Linked DNA regions of Mus musculus: all the other regions are linked to region 1. Evidence: chromatin contacts called from public Hi-C and HiChIP or PLAC-seq data. All regions are on one chromosome and are shown on one strand. The core of a region is the stretch at or near the end of the contact, and the rest is flanking DNA. Distances in the headings are between cores, read along the strand shown.

The links. A called contact is a pair of places that touch in the nucleus more often than the background predicts. HiChIP or PLAC-seq counts read pairs in DNA pulled down with a chosen protein or histone mark.
Region 2: an H3K4me3 HiChIP or PLAC-seq map of stem cell-derived neural progenitor cells shows a contact between it and region 1, with 4 times the contacts expected there. The contact joins the enhancer-like site here to the promoter of Tmem108 in region 1. A contact is called at or near these places in 6 of 39 promoter capture datasets (cranial neural crest, frontonasal cranial neural crest, liver and 3 more), 1 of 484 Hi-C or Micro-C datasets (olfactory sensory neurons), 11 of 115 datasets of contacts at active chromatin or transcription factors (craniofacial prominence, embryonic basal ganglia, embryonic forebrain and 5 more) and 3 of 9 other capture datasets (adipose tissue, liver and pancreatic islet).
Region 3: a contact with region 1 is called in an H3K4me3 HiChIP or PLAC-seq map of embryonic basal ganglia, with 2.9 times the contacts expected there. The contact joins the enhancer-like site here to the promoter of Tmem108 in region 1. A contact is called at or near these places in 7 of 39 promoter capture datasets (the C10 cell line, cranial neural crest, hippocampal neurons and 3 more), 4 of 484 Hi-C or Micro-C datasets (the HL-1 cell line, the N1E-115 cell line and embryonic stem cells), 11 of 115 datasets of contacts at active chromatin or transcription factors (craniofacial prominence, embryonic basal ganglia, embryonic forebrain and 6 more) and 4 of 9 other capture datasets (adipose tissue, embryonic stem cells, liver and 1 more).
Region 4: a Hi-C map of the N1E-115 cell line shows a contact between it and region 1, with 5 times the contacts expected there. The contact joins the enhancer-like site here to the promoter of Tmem108 in region 1. A contact is called at or near these places in 2 of 39 promoter capture datasets (both in hippocampal neurons), 4 of 484 Hi-C or Micro-C datasets (the N1E-115 cell line, cerebral cortex, cortical neurons and 1 more) and 2 of 115 datasets of contacts at active chromatin or transcription factors (astrocytes and forebrain).
Region 5: a Hi-C map of uterus shows a contact between it and region 1, with 3 times the contacts expected there. The contact joins the enhancer-like site here to the promoter of Tmem108 in region 1. A contact is called at or near these places in 3 of 39 promoter capture datasets (hippocampal neurons and liver), 6 of 484 Hi-C or Micro-C datasets (the N1E-115 cell line, cerebral cortex, cortical neurons and 3 more) and 1 of 115 datasets of contacts at active chromatin or transcription factors (astrocytes).
Region 6: an H3K27ac HiChIP or PLAC-seq map of heart atrium shows a contact between it and region 1, with 5 read pairs. The contact joins the enhancer-like site here to the promoter of Tmem108 in region 1. A contact is called at or near these places in 10 of 39 promoter capture datasets (the 3T3-L1 cell line, the C10 cell line, cranial neural crest and 5 more), 3 of 484 Hi-C or Micro-C datasets (the CH12 cell line, the HPC-5 cell line and cerebellar granule neurons), 10 of 115 datasets of contacts at active chromatin or transcription factors (craniofacial prominence, embryonic basal ganglia, embryonic forebrain and 5 more) and 3 of 9 other capture datasets (adipose tissue, liver and pancreatic islet).
Region 7: a contact with region 1 is called in a Hi-C map of the N1E-115 cell line, with 5 times the contacts expected there. The contact joins the enhancer-like site here to the promoter of Tmem108 in region 1. A contact is called at or near these places in 2 of 39 promoter capture datasets (hippocampal neurons and stem cell-derived epiblast-like cells), 5 of 484 Hi-C or Micro-C datasets (the N1E-115 cell line, cerebral cortex, embryonic stem cells and 2 more), 1 of 115 datasets of contacts at active chromatin or transcription factors (pro-B cells) and 2 of 9 other capture datasets (adipose tissue and liver).

The regions. Positions count from the first base shown.
Region 1 is chr9:103,760,304-103,763,308 of GRCm38.p6, reverse strand. Tmem108 (transmembrane protein 108) reads left to right here and starts at 1,472. Exons shown (of 6, transcript NM_178638.4): 1 at 1,472-1,554.
Region 2 is chr9:103,523,754-103,526,758 of GRCm38.p6, reverse strand. The region is part of intron 3 of Tmem108 (transmembrane protein 108); the gene reads left to right. All of the region lies in intron 1 of Gm32743 (a long non-coding RNA gene), which reads right to left. Among named protein-coding and RNA genes, the nearest start is that of Gm32743, 3.3 kb to the right of the region's middle. Within about 2 kb of position 1,543, at least 27 of the 459 cell types and tissues checked have an H3K27ac peak or open chromatin away from gene starts, as enhancers often do. A contact at or near this core is called in embryonic stem cells and stem cell-derived neural progenitor cells, where this site is marked.
Region 3 is chr9:103,583,568-103,586,572 of GRCm38.p6, reverse strand. The region is part of intron 3 of Tmem108 (transmembrane protein 108); the gene reads left to right. The region is part of intron 1 of Gm32682 (a long non-coding RNA gene); the gene reads right to left. Among named protein-coding and RNA genes, the nearest start is that of Gm32682, 12 kb to the right of the region's middle. Within about 2 kb of position 1,537, at least 18 of the 459 cell types and tissues checked have an H3K27ac peak or open chromatin away from gene starts, as enhancers often do. A contact at or near this core is called in embryonic basal ganglia, where this site is marked.
Region 4 is chr9:103,940,334-103,943,338 of GRCm38.p6, reverse strand. The region is part of intron 3 of Gm29154 (predicted gene 29154); the gene reads left to right. Among named protein-coding and RNA genes, the nearest start is that of Gm32797, 3.1 kb to the left of the region's middle. Within about 2 kb of position 1,603, at least 11 of the 459 cell types and tissues checked have an H3K27ac peak or open chromatin away from gene starts, as enhancers often do. A contact at or near this core is called in the N1E-115 cell line and trophoblast stem cells, where this site is marked.
Region 5 is chr9:103,919,407-103,922,411 of GRCm38.p6, reverse strand. Gm29154 (predicted gene 29154) reads left to right here. Exons shown (of 7, transcript NR_168125.1): 7 at 2,536-3,005. Among named protein-coding and RNA genes, the nearest start is that of Gm32797, 24 kb to the left of the region's middle. Within about 2 kb of position 1,556, at least 2 of the 459 cell types and tissues checked have an H3K27ac peak or open chromatin away from gene starts, as enhancers often do. A contact at or near this core is called in uterus, where this site is marked.
Region 6 is chr9:103,600,432-103,603,436 of GRCm38.p6, reverse strand. The region is part of intron 3 of Tmem108 (transmembrane protein 108); the gene reads left to right. It overlaps Gm32682 (a long non-coding RNA gene), which reads right to left. Exons shown (of 2, transcript XR_379792.2): 2 at 590-792. Among named protein-coding and RNA genes, the nearest start is that of Gm32682, 29 kb to the right of the region's middle. Within about 2 kb of position 1,381, at least 4 of the 459 cell types and tissues checked have an H3K27ac peak or open chromatin away from gene starts, as enhancers often do. A contact at or near this core is called in heart atrium, where this site is marked.
Region 7 is chr9:103,896,960-103,899,964 of GRCm38.p6, reverse strand. No RefSeq gene overlaps it. Among named protein-coding and RNA genes, the nearest start is that of Gm32797, 46 kb to the left of the region's middle. Within about 2 kb of position 1,519, at least 16 of the 459 cell types and tissues checked have an H3K27ac peak or open chromatin away from gene starts, as enhancers often do. A contact at or near this core is called in the N1E-115 cell line, where this site is marked.

The DNA.
Region 1 (3,005 bases), core at 223-2,722:
CATGAAGAGTAAAATAAAATGACTTGGCACGTGTTCCTATCTTTTGGCCAGGAATGCTGGTAGAAGGAGGATTTAGAAAGCTTAATATTGAAGGCTCTTGAGAGTTGGGCATGGTACAGCATGCCCAGCATCCCAGCACTTGGAACACTGAGAGAGGGTCATAAATTCCAGGCCAGCCTCAACTACATAGGGAGACAGTGTGTGTATGTATGTGTGTGTGTCTCTGTGTGTGTGTATGTGTGTGTATGTGCTCTTGAACTATCCTGAAACATTGTTGAATAATAAACTTGGCAATACTGGACAGCAAACCTGTTAGTTGTCTAGTCTAAAAAATGTCCATCTCAAGTTTGAGGATGCAGAGGCATTGGTTATCTGACTTAGCAACAAAGGATTATTTAGATAACTTTAAAAACCCTCAAGGGAAACTACGTTTCAAGCTCTGCATTTTATACCTAAATTGTCCAAAGCGTTAGTTACTTACATCTCCATCCTTTTAGAACAGTGGTTCTCAACCTTCCTCATGCTGCGACCCTTTAACATGGTTCCTCATATTGTGGTGACCCCCCCCCCCACCATAAAATTGTTTTCCTACTTTATAACTGTAATTTTGCTACTGATATGAGTTATAACATAAAAATATATGTAGCCATGGTCCTTAACGGGGTCGCGACAGATAGGCTAAGGACTGCTATTTTAAAACATTGTTTTAAAATTCAAACGTAAAGTCTTATTACAGGCTGTTGAGATTCTACAAGGCTGGAACCACTTGGATGGTTTCTCTCGTATCTGGTCAAGTCTCGCATAGTGATACTGAGCCACACGTGTGAGCACTTTAGCACGGAGTGTTCTCATTTGTCTCTACTCAGTCTGTTCCACATACACATAAAGTTGGCCCAGGTATACTCCATACCCTTTCCTCAGCTGCTGTTCAAACTCTAGGTCTCATCACTTCACCACACGTCTGAATGCTCTTCAACACTGAAGGGCAAGAAAGGTCGTGAAACTTACAAATAAACGGGGCAGGGGCTAGCCACATCATTTTTTGACAGTGCTCCTTAAAGCATGGCCTTGGACCAAGAGAAGGTTCATCACTACTTGGGGACTTGTAAGAAATGCAGATTCTCGAGCTTACACCCCAGACTTTAACTAGACTCCCAGGTGATTCTTATTTAAGCTAGGATCTAAGAAATAACTAGATGTAGGAATTGGCCAACTGGACGCCACTCATCCGCGGAAATAAGGGACTCAGCCCTTTGTGCCCGCCTCGCACCCGCTCTACTAGGTAGCAACCGAACCCCCGGGGACATCGGAGCCAGGCGCTTGCCGAGGGCAATTTGGTGATTGGCTTGTGAGGCCACGTGACCAGCGCTGGGCTGTCCACGCGACACGATTGGTTCTCGCGGACGCTGACGGACAGGGCCGGGGCGGGCCAGAGCCCGGTCGGAGGGGCGCCCGCGGGGGCCGGAGGGGCGAAGGCGCGAGTGCGCGTGCGCGAGCGCGAGCGGCGGGGCTTTCTCCGGAGCCGTCGGAGGGAGCCGGAGCGCTTCTCCCGAGGTGAGCGGAGTGGGGCGGTCCCTCTGATGCCGGGTCCCAGGGAGCGGCGGGGGATGGCTCTGGGTTCGCCTGCCCCGGGAGCCCTGCACTAGGGAGGATGCAGCCCAAGCATTCGCTAGTCTCCGAGCCTTGGTTTCCCTTTTCCCACCCTCTGATACATCTCGCCATCCTCCCCGCGGTCACCGCGGCTGTGCCCGAAGAGGCTTGCCCACCTGGTCGCCTCGCCTCGGCCTTTGTTTCCCGCCCCGGAGGGATGCTGCCACCGGTCCCCTCCCCAGGGGAAGGGCTCCTGAGGCGCTGCGAGGGCGCCACGGGCGCTGGACTGGGTCTGGGCAGAAGGTGGCTTCCATGCAGTGGGACCTGTCGCATAGGAGAACGAAAGGGTCGGGGAGAGGGTAGTGTCACTTTGGTTCGAGCCCTTGAGACCCGAACTAATCCGGTGACTGCGAGAGAAGCGGAATTCATAGCGCAGCTGATGATTCTTCTGCCTCGATGCGGGAGCGAGCATCGTGGGGGAACCGAGCCTGTGCTGCCTGGAAAAGGGTGCCCTGGGGAAGGCTACCCTGTCTGTCCGCTGGACCTCGAGCCTGCCCTCACCCCAGACTTCACCGAAATACAATGCTCGGAACCTACGGAGAGAATCCAGAGATGCGTTACAAACCTTAAATATTTTTCCCTTTAAAACAATTAGATAGAGCAGGTCACAAAAACCGGTTTCCAGAGACAGTGTAACTGGTGACTGGGAAATAGTGAGGGAATTTGCCTGCAGTGAACTGCAGACCAGACAGTGCACTGAGAGGCTTCTTCAAGAAGATAGAAGACGCGGGGTGGGGGTGGGTTCTGTGACTTTCTAGGTCTATTCAAGAGGGTACTTAGTTTCAGTCTGTCAGGAGGGCAAGCAACAGAGGGAGAGGGGAGGTAGGGTCTAAGATGCACTTTGTAAATCTTTGCTAAAGTGTATGGGTTTTTTTTATTATTTATTTAAAGACCATTTGACTGCCAAAGAGATGGGGTGTGGGGGGAGGAAATCTCCCTAGAATCCTTTAGAAGAGGGAGGGTGTGTCCAAGAGTTTAAAATGGTGCTTAAAAGGCAGGTTCTTGGGGAGTGTCCCCAAACACAGTAGCAATGACATGCGAGGCGTCTAAAAGACGTGAAACTTGAAAGATCCCATGAGTTTTCCGCGGGTTAACTAATCTGATGCACCTGGCTTTGTAAAAACTGGTTCAGCCAATTGCCAGAGTTTCCGTGTCACCCATTCAGAACTTAAGGTGACTCAGTCTCTGCCCGACTCTCTGGGGACATTCTGATCCTACTGTAAGGCCCCTTCTTCCCTCGTGTGAAGTTGCTTTTTTCTTAGGCATCTAAAACAAGCATACCTTGTGCCAGCAAAATACTCAATTTAATTTATTGAATTACACAATATTCATTTTACTTGCTGAAAATTTCAATT
Region 2 (3,005 bases), core at 294-2,793, 240 kb after region 1:
CAGGAACGAATGGATTTGTCTTAAGCCTGTTTGTGGTAAGCATTCCTTCCTTCGTTGAAGTGTAAGTGTTGTTAGTTTTTTAGTATGAAGAGGTAGCATGTAAGCCTACAAGAGTAGACACATGGTCTGAATCCAGTGTGAGTTTGGCTCCTATGAAGGCCCAACATTCTAGGAGGAGGGAGAGCAGGAGACTCTACCAAGCATGGCTGTTCCTCCTTCAGCCACCTATCTCTCACCCAACAAATTAGGACCTTGCATTGGTTACGTTTCTCCTTGCTACTGCAGAATACATAGCAGAATAAGCTAAGGAAGACATGGTTGACTCAGTGCCATCCATCATCGTGGAAAGTTGTAGCAGTGGGATCATTAGGCAGCTGGTGACGTTAGACCCCATCAGGGACAGAGAACGATGAATGCTGATAGTCAACCCACTTCTTCCTTTCCCATCTGCCCAGGGTGCAACCCCACAGTCAGAGTGGGTCTTCCCATTCACTTAGCTCGGTCTCAGAACTCCCTCACACACATGCAAGGTCTGTCAGAGGTTTGTCTACTAGATGACTCTAGATCCTGTCACGTTTACAACATAATCATCACAGACTTTAATCAAACATAGAGCAGCTATGCAATCTGAGCCAACCCTGTCACCTCGTGCTTTCCGGGCTGACAGAGGAAGCTTGGGGCGTGAGATCTGAATTGGGAGAGAGATGGGGAGAGTGTGGAGACTCATTCATTAAACTTGCAGACAGAGAGGCAAGTTAGGAGCTGGGCAAGAGCCTTCCTCAGCCTCTTTCTTCAGTCACTCCTTTTCAGAGAAAGAAAACAGGGCTGTGATTGTCTAATCAGAGAGCCTGCTTGCCCAAACTTCCCTTCACACGGAGGCGCTGGCTCTCTCCTGACATTCGGGAAGCATCAGTGCGCTAGCTATGTCCTTAGGTAAGGTTGCTTAGCAATGAGACCACTCGATCCTGCCCACTGTATTTGCCTTTTTCTGCTTTTGTTGACCTTTGGTCTCTTTCCTCAGGGAAATCTCGATCTTGATGTTTTTGTCACAAGACCTACTATTTAGTTGCCCCTTTTGATGGACATCACCCTGCAGTATTTTGGAAACCATGTGGGAGGTGAGGGGAAAGGCATACATCCATGTCTACAGTAAAAACATGGCGGCTACCATACAGACCATATGCCAGTGAAACTCGGCCAGTAGGATGCCCAGATGTGTACAGCTAGGGCCTCACACTGATGTGTAGCTCTGTCACACGTGGTCAGATATCTGAAAGACTCCAGCTGTGTTTCAGGGGCACAGTAGAGTAAGCCAGCATCCGGAGGGTCACACAGCTCAGCCCCACCTCTAGCTGTGCCCGGACTCTCATCTAGTACAGTAAGCTGAATGGAGCAGAAGCATGAAGGCCTGTATGTGTGTTTGTTCGAGTCTAGCCGTGCCTCTGGGAGCCAGTATGAGAGAGAATGAACAGAGGCTGGGGCCAGAAGGGCCAGGCACAGAACATTAGCCTCCGACCTGGAATTGACCTCTGAAACCCCTGACTTAGAGATGAAGCTCTGTGGATAGCATGGTGCCGCCCCTCTGGCACGCCCTCCCTAGACCCCTCCCCCACACCTTGCCAAGCAAATCCTGGCACGATCCCAGCTCAGAGAGTGGCTTAAGAAGCCAGGCAGCCTCCCCGGCTGGTGGCAGGAGCCTGTCAGATTTTACTTTAAATGTCATAGAATCTTTTTTTTTTTTTTTAAACAGAGATATAAATTTCTAATTTGGCTTTTTCCTTTACATGTTCATTCGGCATATGTGCTAAGCACATGCTTTTCAAAAACTAGTTATGGTTTAGTTTTGATTTTCTTACTTCAAAATGATCAGCACCTCACACTCCTGATGAATAATTCATTATGCAAACCAAGATCCTTCTTGGGCTCATGGGAAGGGAGGAGGCAGGCGCTCTGCTCTCCTGCTTTGTGTGTGAGCGCCTGCAGGAACCCAGTGGTCAGAGCTGCTCACTCCAGGACACAGCCATGGCCGGAAGGGTCTGGATGTCACCCTGGAGTGTTCAGGGATGGCCGTGTTAAAGTGATGCTGCTGTTTATTTAAAGGCTTTGGTTTTGTCTCCCCTTAAACCCCTAAAGTTCAAAATTAGGACCTTGTTAATTAAAGACATATGTTCATCCCAGTTCGTGTTGCTACGTAAGTTTAATGTCTCTGAAGCCCAGGCTGCCTGTTGTGGTCCCTCTGGGCCAGACCACACTTGTGACTTAGTGTGAGTACATACCAATAGTAACTATTGGTATCTTTCCAGTGCTTCAATTGAGGAACTATGTTTAATGGTGTGAAGGTGTGTGTGCTTGAGTGAGAAAGAGAGAGAGCGAGCATGACTAGAAGCCAACATCTAGTGTCTTCCTCTATTGCTTTCCCTGTCTCCATCTTCCCAGCTCTGGGATTACAGGCATGCCTCCTGCACACTCCAGATCCAAAGTGTGTGGACGTTAGGGATCCACAGAGGGCACTGGGCAGACTGAGCCATCTCCTCTGCTCTTGTGTCTGAAGTCTGCACAAAGACCTGTGACTCAGCACAGTGTGTGTTCCAAGGGACTTGGAGCAGAGGGGCTTCAAGCAGAGTGGCAGGACGGGAGTGTGAGGTTTTGAGGAGAAAATGCTCAAAAAAAAAAGCATTCTTTCCACTCCGTATTTCAGAGGAACCACCAAGTTCCATGTGATGGCAGAGGAGAGAAGACACTGTCAAAACAGCTGAGCAGGGGCTGTCTTCTGTTCCTAAGATGCTTGGGAGAGGATTGGCAGTTACCCGCCATGCGCTATAACAGGAGGGGAGGGGGGGTGATGAAACTGTCTAGACAAGCCAAAAGGAGCTCTTTCATAAATGGAGAATAATGCTTGTAAGTGTAAGAAAGCATTGTGTCATATTTAATCAGCAGGAATTTTCCCCTCTCTTGCTGTTACATAAAACAATAGTACATCGATTTGATAAAATACAGCTGCTTAA
Region 3 (3,005 bases), core at 288-2,787, 180 kb after region 1:
GGTAGTCATGGAGATGATACAGAGAGTCAAGAAACATTGTGGCCAACCCCTGCCGCCAGGGGCAGGATTTGCTCATTCATGGCTTGGGTGTCAGCCCGATGGTCATCAGGATAAAGGGGTCAGAAAGGTTTTAGGTCTAAAGCTCCCCATTAGTTACTCATGGTGCTTGCCCCTGATTGAATTTATAATGAAAGGGATTAGTAAACTTTTGGAGAGCTCAGTGTGGCTGGCTCTAACAGTGTCTGTGATCCTAGGGAAGTCAGAACAAAGGGGCAGTGAGAAATCATAAGGAGAAATGGGATCTCTCTCTCTCTCTCTCTGACTATGGAAACTGTTTCATTCGTTCATTTACTCATCAAATCTGTACTAGTTTCTGGATCTCTATGGACATTGGTCCTGTCTCTAACAGATGCAGTGGCCCTTTAATAAGCCCTTTCTGTGTGGCTTGCACAGGAATAATCCAGACCGTTTTCCTACTGTGTTCCAGAATACACGGTAGACACCGCCTCTCTTTGCACATCTACTCCTGAGACTTGCTAGTATTGAGTGGCAGACTATTCCTGACTTCTGGGCATGTGTAGGCACTCTAGTCTTCCCTTTCCCGCGATCCAGGCTGCATCAACTAATCATTGCATATTGTCATTTTAAGAAAGAGTTAATTCCAATCAATGCTGATAGAGGATGGATGCCACAAATCAAGACACCACAGCAGCTTTCTTCAAGTGTCCTTCCAGACCCTTTTCTGTATCATAGCAGGTTTCCCATGGTGTCACAGCACCTGCTCCAGGCAGCCACATGCTCTACCAGCCTAGGTAGATACCTTAGAGCAGCTCAGTGCAGAAGCCAGCTTGGAAAAGCTTGACTTTACGGCTCGGATCCTGGCATGTCTGTGTTATGTTCCAGCCCTGCCTCAGATCCTACCCTGATCATCCATGGCATTAGAGTTTTTACATATCAAAGGCCAAGTTCTACAAATAGATGTCCTCTTCTTATTAGGTACTCCTCACCTCTCACATCTGAGTAACTAAAAAATCCTCTTCACTCCTCACCTCTCACATCTGAGTAACTAAAAAATCCCATCCAGGTTACTCTCCAGCCTTTATTCAATGTAGCCTCACATCCTCATTGTGGAATTCTGCTGCTGGTACCTTATGAGCTAAATGAGCAAGTGTTGTATCTATGGGCCTAATCCTCCCCCCCCCCACTCCTGCCCATATTTTTTTTCAAATGTCTTAAAATACTCACTTTTAATCTCAGACTTAATACAGTCTCGGTGGCCTTGGTGGAGCTCAGTTTCAGCATATTGCATCTGTTCTATATGCTGTCATGTTTTATTTAAGGGAAATTGTTATAAAGTGGGGTATGCACAAGCTTTGTAATTACTGTGGAGGGTGCCCTCCAGGCAGATTCTTCTTCCTGAACTGCATCCTTCTCATGATCTCCTCCCACTTTCATTTACAGAGCATCTGTGTACCAAGCATCACCATAGTAACAGAAAGATTGTTCAGACAAAAATGGGAGACAGACAGCACTGAGCTTGCAGCTTTACTGGTGAGCCCACCAATCAAGACACAGAATGTGAGGGAAGCGGGGAGTCCTGTCCGTAGTGTATCGGATGTCTATACTGATGACAGTAGTTATAGTATGAGTAGCTACCTGCCTGAGAAGTCGGGCTGGTACTTAGTAAGCCCCCACTGTGTGCCAGATCCTACTGGGTGCCAGGAATGCAGACAGAAGATTACAGTTGCCGCCTTCAAATAATTTGTGTTCTAGGATTTGTACCTTTTTGTGCAGAAAAGGTTATTCTGAAAAGAAAAAAAGAGTGACATAATTTTCAAATAGAATCCTCTTCTATCTGACATCTCTTTTGAGAGAATGTACTCTCAGGTTTTGAGAATAATGTGAAGTTTCTTCCTGAATACCATGCGGTGGGACAAAATGGTGAAATAAGCAGGGTTCAGGGGGTAGAGAGTTCTCTGCTGATGGAGGGTACAAGCAATGGTTTCTAACAAATTGTATACCAGTTGCTTTGTCCACCTGGGAAGATCCTGACCTGCTGGGGTTGCCCAGCTAAAGGAGCGAGCATAGGAGTTCCAAGTCCTGGGTAGCCCGTGATAAAGCTGGATGTGCTCAGGGCTTCTTGGAAGAGATCACCATGAAACTACAGTGGTAAATTAAAGGGAAGGAATCAGAGTGATGGGTAAGGAACTCACTCCTTCCATTTTCTCCACTAAGCAAGTAATGAGCAAGGAGCTTTCATGTCATGGGATACAAAGTTACTGCTTAAGTATGTGCCATAGGATACAAAGTTACTGCTTAACTATGTAACAATGTGCCATAAGATACAAAGTTACTGCTTAAATGTGTGTCATAGGATACAAAGTTACTGCTTAAATATGCTCCACTGTTAGCTCTGCTTGGAGCTCTTTGTTTTTATCCTATGCTAATTACAGCAAGAGCAGGGTGAGTCGCTCCAGGACTTGGAGAATCTGGACTTGTAAGTTTAACAACAAAATTGATTCTCCCTGTCTGTAAGCACCGCCTTCTTGCTCCTTGACCACTGGATAGGCAAAAGGAAGCATTCAGAAGTAAGGAACGGCCAGTCTGATGGTGCTAGAGTCTAAAGGGTTGGATTGGTTTTTAATTTGTCATTCCTCCCAGCCCCAAGAAAGGTGAGATTTTAAATAATCAAGTAGTCCAGAATTCTCAGTAGAAGAATGGGGATAAAATCAATACCACCCACACCAGGAATTAAGTCTTCAAACAACACTGAGCACAGTTAGAGGGAAGTCAGTCTGTCCTGCTGTCTGTCTCTAGATCACACACAGCACCTGCCAGAGTGTGTGTGATGGGAGATCCGCTGCAGAAGGCATATCCAATTTATTCTTTTCTTCCTTGCCTCTCTCAGGTCTAAGACAAAACTATTTTGGAGCTGTTATTTGTTTTGTCCACGGGATGGTTCATTTCTCATTCCACAAAGAGGGTAATAGGTGTGTATCTCAGAG
Region 4 (3,005 bases), core at 354-2,853, 180 kb before region 1:
GGACAGTCACACTAAAGTCTGGCCTGTGTGTCCCTAGGGTAACAACTACTCTCATCTCACCCTTTATCTGTTGGTTCTGAGGTCAAGACAGCACCACCAAGCAAAGAACTGGGTGAGAACGAGCCAAAGCCCTCGTGTGTCCTTCCTCTTTAAGATTAGGACCTGTACTGCCTGTTCCAGTGTCTCAAAACTGTAGTCATGCTTGGTCCAGTTTAGGACCTGTGCTGAGTAGGGTAATACACTCAGTGACAGTTTTCATGGAACAGTTTGGGTCTTTCTCTCATTTACAAATACACCTATAGAATACGCGCACACACAAATGCGATCTCTCTCTCTCTCTCTCTCTCTCTCTCTCTCTCTCTCTCTCTCTCTCATACACACACACACACACACACACACACACACACACACAGATTTCAAGAATCTGTATGTGTGTAGGAAGCATACATTAGCCTTATCAATACAACCAGCCATTTCATGTAATAGCTCCCCAGTGATCAAGCACCCATGTTTTTTCCTGCCTTTCCCCTTTCATGTGTGTGTCCGTATTTAAACCCTAGTCCTTATCTACTTTTCTAAAGAGGTTGTCACTGTTTCGGGCAAGCCATTCCCATACACACAGCTGTTTCTCAGGCAGCTAGACTACATATGTCTGCCCCGCCCTCTTAATAAATATAACATAGGGTATATTTATATCTCCTACATTCAGAGTGGGTCTTCTGTCCTTAGGTATCTTTAGGGACGCACTCTCTCGGACATGCCCAGAGGTGCATCTCTGGTGGGGATTCTCAACCCAGACAATTCGCTTCAGCATTAACGAATTCCAGGGCTCGCCTTAGAGTCAGAGCTCTGGGAGGGTCAGTGAGGTGCTTTTCTAGATTAATTTAACTGAGAGGAGAAGATTACTCTCAACTGGGGTAGTGCCATTCCGTGGGCCCATGGGTCCTTTACTGCATAAAAAGTTGAATACCAGCATTTATCCCTCCCTGCCTCTTGACTGTGGGTATGATGTCACCAGCTGCTTTAAGTTCACCATGCCCTCCCACTTCCATAAAATGGGGCCTTGAGCCATGAGCCCAAACAAAACTTTCTTCCATTAAGTTGCTTCTCCTCGGGTTTTTGTCACAGCAACAAGGTGAGTAACTGTTAGATCCTCTTTGTGGCTGTGTCACGCTCTCCTTCCTTACTCTTCCTTGCTGTCTTTTATTTTAATTTTAAAGACTACATTTATTTGTGTGTGTGCACGCATGCGCAGCATGTGTGCACACACCACACACACACATCTGAGCCGCGCGTGTGCGCGCACACACACACAGGTTAGATGACAACTTTTAGGAGTTGGTTTTTGCTCCTTAGGATGGAACTCAGGTCATCAGACACGGAGGCAGTGCCTTTACCTGCTGAGCCATCTGTCTCATGGGTGCTGTTGCGGAGGAGTTCGTTATCCTTGGTAGTGCCTTCGCTCTCCTTCCTTCTTTTTCACTCACCCTGTCCACGCTGCCATCCACAGTATTTCCAGTTGCAACTGCTCTCTATTACCCATCTATCCCTACCGTCCTGACAGTGCTTCCGTAGGCTGTTCAGTAGCTGATGTATTCGTAGTGTTCCGCTCCTCTAAGAGTTCTTCCTTACGTCACAGCCCATAGGGAAGGCGTACACGCCCCACAGAAGCTGCAAGCACAGATCTTATCTGTGAACTTGTGAAGACATTGCTAAATGGCTATGGCATCCTTTTCCACCAAGGCGCCTCAGGATATTACTCATTTGCCGTGAGTAACTGCTCCAGGCTGGATGACTAGTCAATTCGACAGAACCCAATTCCTTCTCTAGCTAATTCCGTGGCCTTGCTCATAATTACAGCTTAATCCTTTGCTCATTTGCAGGGACTTTCACGCATAGATTGCTGAAGTGTTTTCCACCAAGGGCCGCTTTTCATTCAGGAGAGGCTGTGAAGGCAGAGACTAGGGGGCTGTGGTGCTCTGCCCTTACAGCGGAGAGACAGACAACGTAGCACAGAGCTGCTAGGGTAACCAATGTGCTCTTGCCTAAGGGGCCAGGTTGTCACACCCATTTTATTTTCCTCTCAGGGGTCCCTCTGGGAGACCTTGTTATTTCTGTGGTTCAGAATTGCAGATGGGTAAAAGGCTGTAGCAACTGCGCGGAATGGCCATGCTCTGGAGTCTCTCGGGTCAAGACGAGGATGTGTTCACATGTCACAGCCCATTTCGTTACTGTGGCGGACTTCTCAGCAGGCATGACTGAAATCTCTCCCCTGGGAATAGCAGGTGTCTCCAACAAATAGCCGCATCAAAGTCACAGAGATCTAAGTCTTATGTTCCAAAGTCCATTTGGGAAGCCACAGAGACGCCAAAGCGTCTCTGAACACAAGATCAGTGTCACCTGTTAATCTATCTGCTAATTTTCTTAGGTTGTACTGTCCAGTGCAGTTGCCATCCGTCCTGTGAAGCTACGTCAACATGAAACTAAATTAAATTAAAATGAAATGAAATTAAAAATTTAGTTCTTCAGTCATGTTAGCCACATTTCAAGTGTTCTATCTACACTGGCTATGTGTCTGGCCGAGTGGCTCCCATGTCATATGTGGAACACTGCAGTAGGCCTGTGTCTGAGCCAAGGTGCTCTGGGCAGTGTCTGTTGTGTGTTTGGAACCCAAACTGCAGAGACATCCAAATACACACGGTGGCTGAGTGGTACAGAGAGAGGCACATTGGGTTGGTTGCTGTTGGATTTTAAATTAATTTCCGGTCATTTTGTCAACCATTTGGCAACATTCAGTTCTGTGACCCTCACCTGGTCATTGTGGCCTACACGTTTAGAGGCTATGATTCATATCATACAACTTTTATGTTGCTCTCAGCCAAATAAATGCTTTTCTCCTTAAGGCTCTTTGTTTAATGTGTCCTCTGAGGAGAGCATCAGGGGACTGTTTATGTGTTGTAGTCAGAGGCTGGTGTGGTAAGCAAGAGTGTGCTGTTTATTTTCTG
Region 5 (3,005 bases), core at 307-2,806, 160 kb before region 1:
GAGGGGTTGAATACTACCTGAAGGAGCCTGCCCTGCGCAGAGCTGGACATTGAACACGCCTGGCCCCTCTCCATTGCCATCCCCTGGGCCTTGTAATAGCCCTGGACATCTCCCAGTCCATCCCAAGGACTGAATTGTGTACATAAGGCATAACCTTTCAAGCTTCCCCCAGTCTGAGAGTTCTCTGTCATGTGTGATTCCCTTGTGATAGTTATATAAGCATCAAGTCCTCCTTGTAGCTGAAATCCAGGCCTATCAAAAAGTTCAGGCGACTGATGGCGATCAGATGCGTAGATGTCGGGTTGAGATTTCTCGGTGTGTTGAGAAGATTAAAGGATCAGTAAATTCCTTGCATTAAATGTTGACTCTGAAATGTCCCAAAGCCCCCCATTGGGTGGCTTTAACCCATTCTTCAATAATTTGACACTTTACAAAGATGGCAGCTGTCTGTATCTATTTAAATTCAAAGGCAAATTAACTAAAATTCAGTAAAATGTAAAAAAAGCAATACCTCAATCTTATTAATCCTATTTGCTACCACGTTGAATCAGACAGACATGGTACATCTTATTACAGAATGTTCTTCCAGTGTGGCCTCTCCCATCCCTGTGTAGCCTTTCATCACGGATCCAAACTCAACTCATTTTTAATACTGAAAATGTCACTGCATTCTAATTACTTCGCAGCCCAAACATAAACACCTTTTACCTTCTTTTTCAGGAAGCCTGAATTCTAAAGTGATGAGTCCTGTGTACATTTGACAACTCATTTTTATTTTTGTCTACGAGTGGCTGCCTGTAAGTGGTATGCCTCGTGGGATCGGACTCACAGATGGTTGTGAGTAACCATGTAGGTGCCGGGAACCAGATCCTGGCCCTCTGGAAGAGCAGTCAGTGCTTTTAACTACTACCGAGTCATCTTCCAGTCCCATTGTGCATCTTGCAATTTCATTTGGAGCTTTTATGTGGATGATCATGTTCCTATGAGGAGATGCCTCCTCCCTCCTTCCTTCTGATCCCAATGGGCAGGGGGTAGTGTGTGTGTGTGTGTGTGTGTGTGTGTGTGTGTGTGTGTGAGGCAGGGGTCAGTCTTAGCTCCTGAAGGAGAAGAATTCACACCAGAGGGCAGATAGACTTAGAGAGAAGTCGAGGTTTATTTTTAGCGGGCGAGAAAGCAAAAGTCAGGCACATCTTCTTGGGTGGGCAGACCGAGAGGAACCGCAGTTGCGCAGTACCGCCTTGAGCCACAGCTGCGCAGTGCGGCCCCTGGTATCCGTACTTTCAAATCTTGAGCTATCATTTCTCCATCTTTGGGGTGGTTTCCTTCTTGGATTATCAGAAGACTTCCTAGAAACTTACCCTTAATTCACTCAATTGAGTAACATACAATTAGATGCATCAGAGACAGGGATCTGTAGAAAGCTGTGACTACTCATAAATTTGAGAAGTTTGCTAGGGTAAAGGGAAGCGATGCGTTGATTGTGCTGGGGTTGGGGGAGGAGATTTCACAGGGGCTGGCTAGAGCCTGCTGAGAATAACTTTATTTCCCCCAGAATTCCATCTTTTCTTTGATGTGGTCAGCTGGGCCCCATCACTCCCCTTCCCTCACGTTTCCGACTCACTCTCTCACACTTAACAACTAGAATCCAGAAGAGCAGTTTTTAACGTGTGACGACCCAGCAAAGCCCTACTTTTCTGTTTCCCATAGCTTTGACACCGCCTTTTCACAGCCAGCCTTTCTATACAAGGAGCTGTTGGGGACTGTCACTTCTGATGGTGTGAGCTCCTTTGGTGAAGAAGGCTGGCATTGGAATGCGAGTGTCTAAGCCTGGCTGGCTTCTTGCTTGTTTTTTTTTTTCCCCCCTTCTGGAACCTCAGGAATCAGGTCCCAGGAGGCAGCACCAGGAGCATCGAACCTCAGAAAGGATGAGGCAAGTGTAAGATCACAGGTGTGCTGCTCAGCCGCTCATGACCACAGTCCCTCCGTGTTAATTAGTGGGCTTTTCTTATCTCCACAACTGTATTTTAATTGCCTGTGAGGCAGGCTTGCCTCCTAGATGGAGGGTTCACACATCCCTGCAGAGGCCCAACCAGGATTTATTGTTGCTGCTTATGCCGAACTTGGTTCCTGTGGCTGCCATTTTAACTCAGCAGGGAAGAGCCCTGTAGGTAAGAACAATGCAGTAGTCAGGCGTTGGATCAGCTGCAGATACATTTTTCTGCAGAGAACCTTTTAAAATGTGTCAATACTCTCCTGGAATTGAACAGTCCTAATGGCTAACTGTGATGATATTCTTACATTGTACCAGGCACTAAGCTAAGATTTTTACATAGCTCTTTACTTTCCTCCCTTGATGAGAATGTTCTAGTTATTGGCTTTGGACTCAGAGAAATTAAGTAACCTAATACAAGCCACACAGCAAGTAAGACACTGGTCTGAGTTTTGAACTTGGGTGGACTGGTTCCAGAGTGTCTTCTGTGTGTCAAACAGTTCTTTTAAACGAACATCATGATGTTCTATTTCTCTTTTTCACAGCCTTGCGTGGATGAAACAGTCCCAACGAACACTTTAAAAAGACAAATGTTCCCGACAGCACTGGTTGAATTCAAAACTCGGCAGATCCATGTTCTTATCCTTAGACAAGAGAGGGGCCATAACAAGATGGAATGACGGAACAGACGTGAGAGATGATGGTACAGTGACTCGGGTAACCCCAGAAAAGGGACAGCTCTTCTACAGCTCAGTGGGGACAGGGACAAAAAGAAACAATTTCATTTCAGTCCACCCAGAGGGTCTGCACTTCTCGGAGCCAGAAGGTGGAGAAGAGTAGGGATGGAGGAAGTTCGAAGTTTTAGGAGTCTGCTCTTGGGTCCCTAGGCATGAGGACAAGCTTTTCCTGTACTCAATGCTCATCTCTCAGTTGTGCCCACATTGGTACACATTACTTGCTTTCAACTGCTGCTGCTGCTGTTTCCTAATTCAATAAAGATATGGCTGGCTCAGCA
Region 6 (3,005 bases), core at 132-2,631, 160 kb after region 1:
GGATCTCTAGGATGCATCTCATCTAGGAGACGAGACTCTTTTTGGTTGGTGGTGTTGGGGATTGAACACAGGAACTTGCACACGCCAGGCAAGTGTCTTCCTCGGAGCTATACACTTATCTATTAGTCATGATTTTCTTTATTATTATTTGTAGGGCTGGGGGTTGAACCAAAGGCCTTGCATGTGGCAGGCAGGTATTTGGAATCATCACCAATCTTAGAATCCAAATTTCTCCCCAGTCAACCGAAACTTTATAAGGTTCTAGAGCCAGTGAGATGGTAAAGGTGTTTGCTGCCAAGCTTGACGACCTGAGTTCTGTTCCTGGGACATGTATGGTAGGAGAGAACACACTCTCAGAAGTCCTCTAACCTCCGTGTGTATAACAGGCTTACACACGCACACACACGCACACACACACACGCACACGCACACGCACACAGGCACACACACACGCACACGCACACGCACACAGGCACACACACACACACGCACACACACACACACGCGCACACACACACACACACACGCACACACGTGCACACACACACGCACACGCACACACACACAATAAATGTGATAAAATTTTAAATCATGAGCTATGAAAACTAGAAAGTCGTTTATAGATTTCTAAGGCAAGTCATGGTTACCTATAAAGGAAGAAGGAAATAAATAGCCATACAGATGTTCTCATGAGGAAGGAGTGATGGGCACACATGCTTATGTATTCAATGAGGAGAAGATAGCTGCGAAGCTCCGTGACACTGAGTCGGATGGCTGTCAGGTCATTTGCTTCTGCAAAAGCAAAGGACAGAAGAAAGGAGAGTGTTAGGAGATGATGTTGTTAAATCTCAACAGACATTAGTGGCCAGCGTGGGGCCCTTTTCTTTCATCTTCTGGAAGGAGCTTTATTCTGTAGCTTAGATGGAACTCATATGCGCTCACAGCCGAAAGGAAGACCCTCTAGTAAAGGCTACTCCATTTAGCAATTAAAGATACCGTGTCCATCCTGATAAGAGTGGCTATGTCCCCAGCCTGACTGATGTGAGGGAGGAAGTTTAAGTGCCTCGGTGGCAAAGTGCATGCTGGGAGTTCTGTCGTCCCACACCTGGCTGGTGCTCAGTCATACTGGCTTTCTTTCCTTTAACTAGCACTTTATCCTGTGCTCTGCGTGGCGCTTTTGGAGCCAGTCATTCATCCAGCCTGGCATTTCTGTCCCCCGCTGTTGAGACTCTAGCCCCACAATCCACCATGCTACCATCTAGTCTCTCTGTCACATTTCCCTCAAGTTCTCTATGACACGCAGTTATCTGATGCCTCTCTTGACTGCATCTGCTTATCACTCACATGTCCCTCTGGACTGTCAGCTAAAAGTTAGCACATGCTATTTTCAGCCTACAAGAATGCCTGGTACTTGAGTGTCCCCTCTACCCCTCTCCTGGGACAGTGGCATTAGTAGTGAGATGAACTAGACAGAGGAGCAGTGAGCAGGCTATTGGATGGTCAGAGAGACCCACAGTCATGATCATATCACATGTATTCACAGACATTCAACATGAGCCACATGGCTCATTTAAATTTTTTTCCAGTAGCTAAATTTGAAAACATAAATAAATGAAAAGAAATGAGTAGAGCCAATTCAGATAGCACATTCTGTTTACTATGATGTGCTATGTCCCCATGTGGGTCCCAGAACTACAGCAACAAGGAAAAGAAGAGTAGGTGGACATATGGACAGACACACAAAAAGGGATCGGGTCTGATGGAGAAGCCATAGCACCCAGGAAGCTCAGTGTGTTTGTTACATGTAGGTGAATGGGAAGTAGAGTTATTGTTTACAGCTGAAGGGAGCTGGGTTGCATACAGATAACTAAGAGGATGGGGTTATTATATACGGCTGAAGAAGGTTTAGCTAATCTTGGTAGAGACACTCTTTATAGGGGAGGAGTCTTCGGGCCTTAAACATCTAGGAGGAAAAAGTGAGAAAGGTATTGTGGACATTTTGTGCACATACTGTCAGCTCTAGAACCACAGTAAGCCATCGTAGTCCCTCTGAGCTTCCCCTGGGAAAGGCTTTGCCACACCTACAAGGTTGAGATGTTGGGCTCCTCAACAATGTCGTGTTTACAGCCAACAATGCACATTCACCCTGGACTTCATCCATTCTCTACACCAGAGTATCCAAAATATTATTTCTGTATGGGATCAGTACTAAAAAATGGCTAGTAATATTGCTACACTCATGCACACACACACACACACACACACACACACACACATACGCAAATAGCAGTCCTTTGGAATTTCATGGACAGTTTACATTTACAGCATACATCAATTTAAATACTAAATCTTTGTCAGAAGTATTTGGCATTTAGATGTCATAAAAGTGGTAGTTGCCAGGGGGCGCTGCTGAGGAGATAGCTCAGATAGTAAAATGCTTTGCCACTCAAGCTCAAGGACATGAAACTCTCCCAGCATCCATAGGGAATAAAAGCCAGGCATGGCGACCCATATTATAATCCCAGAGTTGGCAATGTAAAGACAGGAAGATCCTCTGGGCTTACTACCTGGCCAATCTAGATAATCAGTGAGCTCCAAGTTCAGTGAGAAAACCCTGCCTCCAAAAACAAGGTAGAGAGTGATAGAAGATGCTCAGCATTAACCCCTGGCCTCCATGAGCCCACTCACAAGTACACACACACACATACTCCCACACACTTGCATGCACACACAAAACACACCCATATACATGTTCATATGCACACGCCCATATATGATGCAAAACTACTAGTTGGAAAAGTAGGATTTTAGCTGTAATTTCCTATAACCAAATTAGTTATCAGTTCCAATTTTTAGATGAATTAAAATTCAGGGAGATTTTAAAAGCTTGTACCTCTCTTATGCCAGCAACATTTTGGGTCTGTGTCAGTTGCTTCAGACTATTGGTTGTGAAGACCCCTTATGAACCCCTATGAGGACAGAAGACCACATAGGCAGAACTGCTG
Region 7 (3,005 bases), core at 270-2,769, 140 kb before region 1:
TGCCTCAAATAATCTGCGCAGTAGAGAATGTGTTTAGAGGGGAGGCCATAACAGTCGTAAGTATTTCAAAGGTTCTCAGAAAAACATGGGTATTTGAGATGAATCTTGGATTGTATACGGGAGAAAAAGAGGGAGACATTTCCCCCCTTCTAGCCGAAGCACAGAGGAACATTTGGGAGCCGGAGTAAAAACCTGATAAAACTCAAAATGAAAGGTTGTGATTCAGTCTTGAGGCTCAGTTCGTTCTTGCTTGGAGTCAGTTAGTGGCCTTGGCAATTCTCCTAGGCTCCCAGGCAGTAACTTGGTGAATCACATTCTTATATGATAATATTGACAGTTCTAGATAAAAAGTTATCAGTGACCCATTAAGTAGATGTACTTTTTTATTGCCTGAGAGAATGCCTCCTATCATCATGGCCAGAACAGAGTCTCCTAACAGCAGCACCCTTCCTGGGAAGGGGATGGATCAATACAGTTGCCCAGAGCAACCATGATATAAGCTCTAGGCTTAACACAGAGATTGTGAGCTTTGGGAGGAAGCGTTTTCTCCTTATAAACCCAGAAGCCATTTGTCTCGTTGTTATTTGGGCTTAGTCATAATGACTCATGGGCTTTTTCTATAGCCTAGGAAGTCTCAGCTGTGACTGACATGTCACCCAGAAGCTGAGTTCAAAGAGGAATGAAAACATTATTCTCTCTTCGTGTTTACTATGGTTATAAAGAAAGAGTATCCAAGGTTTGTGAGCACCCCAATGAGGGCACTTCCAGCTTTTTTTTTTTTTCATAAAATCCAAGAGAGTAAACTGAGGGTCAGAAATGGTAGAAATGTTAGTAAGTTACAAAATTACATGGCCAGTCTCAAGGGAAAACCGAGTATGTCCATCATCTGTAGCCAGGCCACTCAGCTGTGCTATGGTAACTAACAAACACTGAGGACAAGACTGAAATCAACCTGTGACTGAATTTTAAAACCTAACACAGTGTCAGAGAAGTCAGATGCACATGAATCGCACAGCCCAATTTCTTTAAAGCTCAAAGATGAGTGAGTTTGATATATACCACGAAAAGTCTAGTGGTCACCCTCACTGGAGCTGTGGTCTGGAGGTCAAAAGCTGTGGGCTTTTGAGATTTTGTTCTTCTGGGTTTTGATTCCAGATGTTTGCACCAGTGAGCTGCTTGTAAGAATACAATGAGCTGGACGCATGTGACATGAGTACTCGTCTGTGTATTTAAAAAAGTAATTACATGGCCAGAGAGATGAGGCTTGGGGTCAGAAAGTAAGCCAAGAGTCATAGACTTCCACTATCAAAACCAAGGGCCCATGTTTTGAGGGAGACTGTGTGGCCAGGGAGTCCAGGGAAACGACCCATCACCATTCCACTGATTCCAGCCACACATGCCCCCAAGGTCAATTTCAGGCAGGGCTTTCCATATAGGAACTTAGACTGTGGCCCAGCTTTGGCGTCTGTGCATCTCTAGTCCCAACTGCTAGGTTCACTTTGAGCACAGTGTTTGGGGGAAGTGAGCATACATATTCACCTCCAACAGACACTTCAGTTGCCTAACCCAGGTTATGGAGACCAGCCCAGAGGAACGGGGCTGGCAGTGCCTCAGGGCCCGTCTCTCTCACAGGCTCTATCTTGGTTGATTCTCCTATTGTCACTACCTGAATCTCTTGCTAATTGTCAAACCAGGCTTGGCATTTTTCTTTTGTATTGGGTACCACCAGTCATGTGACTCATTGTGATACTCAGTGCTGCTTTGTGTTCCACGGGTCAACTTTGCAAGTTAAATACTGTAATCAAATCTATTTCAAGGAAGCCAGGGGGGCTGATATACAAGCAAATCCTATAAAGCAAAAAAGGATTAGTTTTGTATGAAGAATAATCCCCAAATTAATTTATTTTGCCAATTTTTTATCACCACCCATTGACTTTTCAAGAGCTCAGATATAAACCAGAATGAAGAATTCTGAAACATTAGAGCTTAAGGGCTAAGATGATATCCTAGAGATAATCTAATTCATCTTCATTTCACAGATGGAAGGGACAAAGCCTAGAACAGGGGAGGATTTGCAAGAGAAGGGAGATGCTGGTGGAGGTGGGAGCCGCTGAAATCAGACCAACATTGTATACTATCCTGGCAAGATCTCTAGAGCGTCTCTTCTGCCATCCAAGAAAAAGTCATCTTGCCAAGCCAAGGCATTCTGCTTTGCTTTGTATAGAATTATTTGCTGGAAAGAAGGCAGATAGAGAAATCGATTACATTTGTAGAAAATAATTACTTTAATGCAGCATCTGCCATATATGGTTCTTGCTTAGAAAGAGATGCCTGTCAAAACAGCTCAGTTTCAAAGGCGGTGTGTCAGCATCGGCCCCTGGCTGCTTCCCCTCAGTGTCAGCCACATACAGCTGCAGCCCAAAGCCCTAGCATGTGCCTAAGATGCGGGGCTTCCGTCTCTGCCTACCTGTTTGCCTTCAAACAGATTTAGATCTCTGTGTGCTGCTTTAGATCAATGCTATTTCTGGAGCCAGAGAAAATATTAAATGACATGAACTTTTAAAGTAACTAGTGTGGGTCCACAGTTCTGCTAGGTAATAGAGATACAGGAACACACCTAATCACAGTCTTTCTTTCCCCATCCCTCCTATCCCTCCTCCTCCTCTCTTCTAGTCTCTCCTTTCTTCTTATGGTGCTAGGGATTGAACCCATGATCTTCTGCATGCCAGGCAAGAAGTCTACCATTGACCCATGAGCCCAGCTCTTACACCTTCTCCCTGGTACACAATGCATATCTTGACTCAGGCAGCAGATCCAGGTTAAAAGAGGAGTGTTTACAGTAGGGATGTGTAGGATGGCGAAGCTACCTACTGGAGTTTAGCAAGAGAGCTGGTACCTCTCCTTCATGGAGGACATGTCTTACAGGTTAGGTAGAAGTTACTTGGTGAAGGATTCTGGATGGCATGGGACAGAGAACTCCAGGGAAGAGGTGAACAAACTTACTG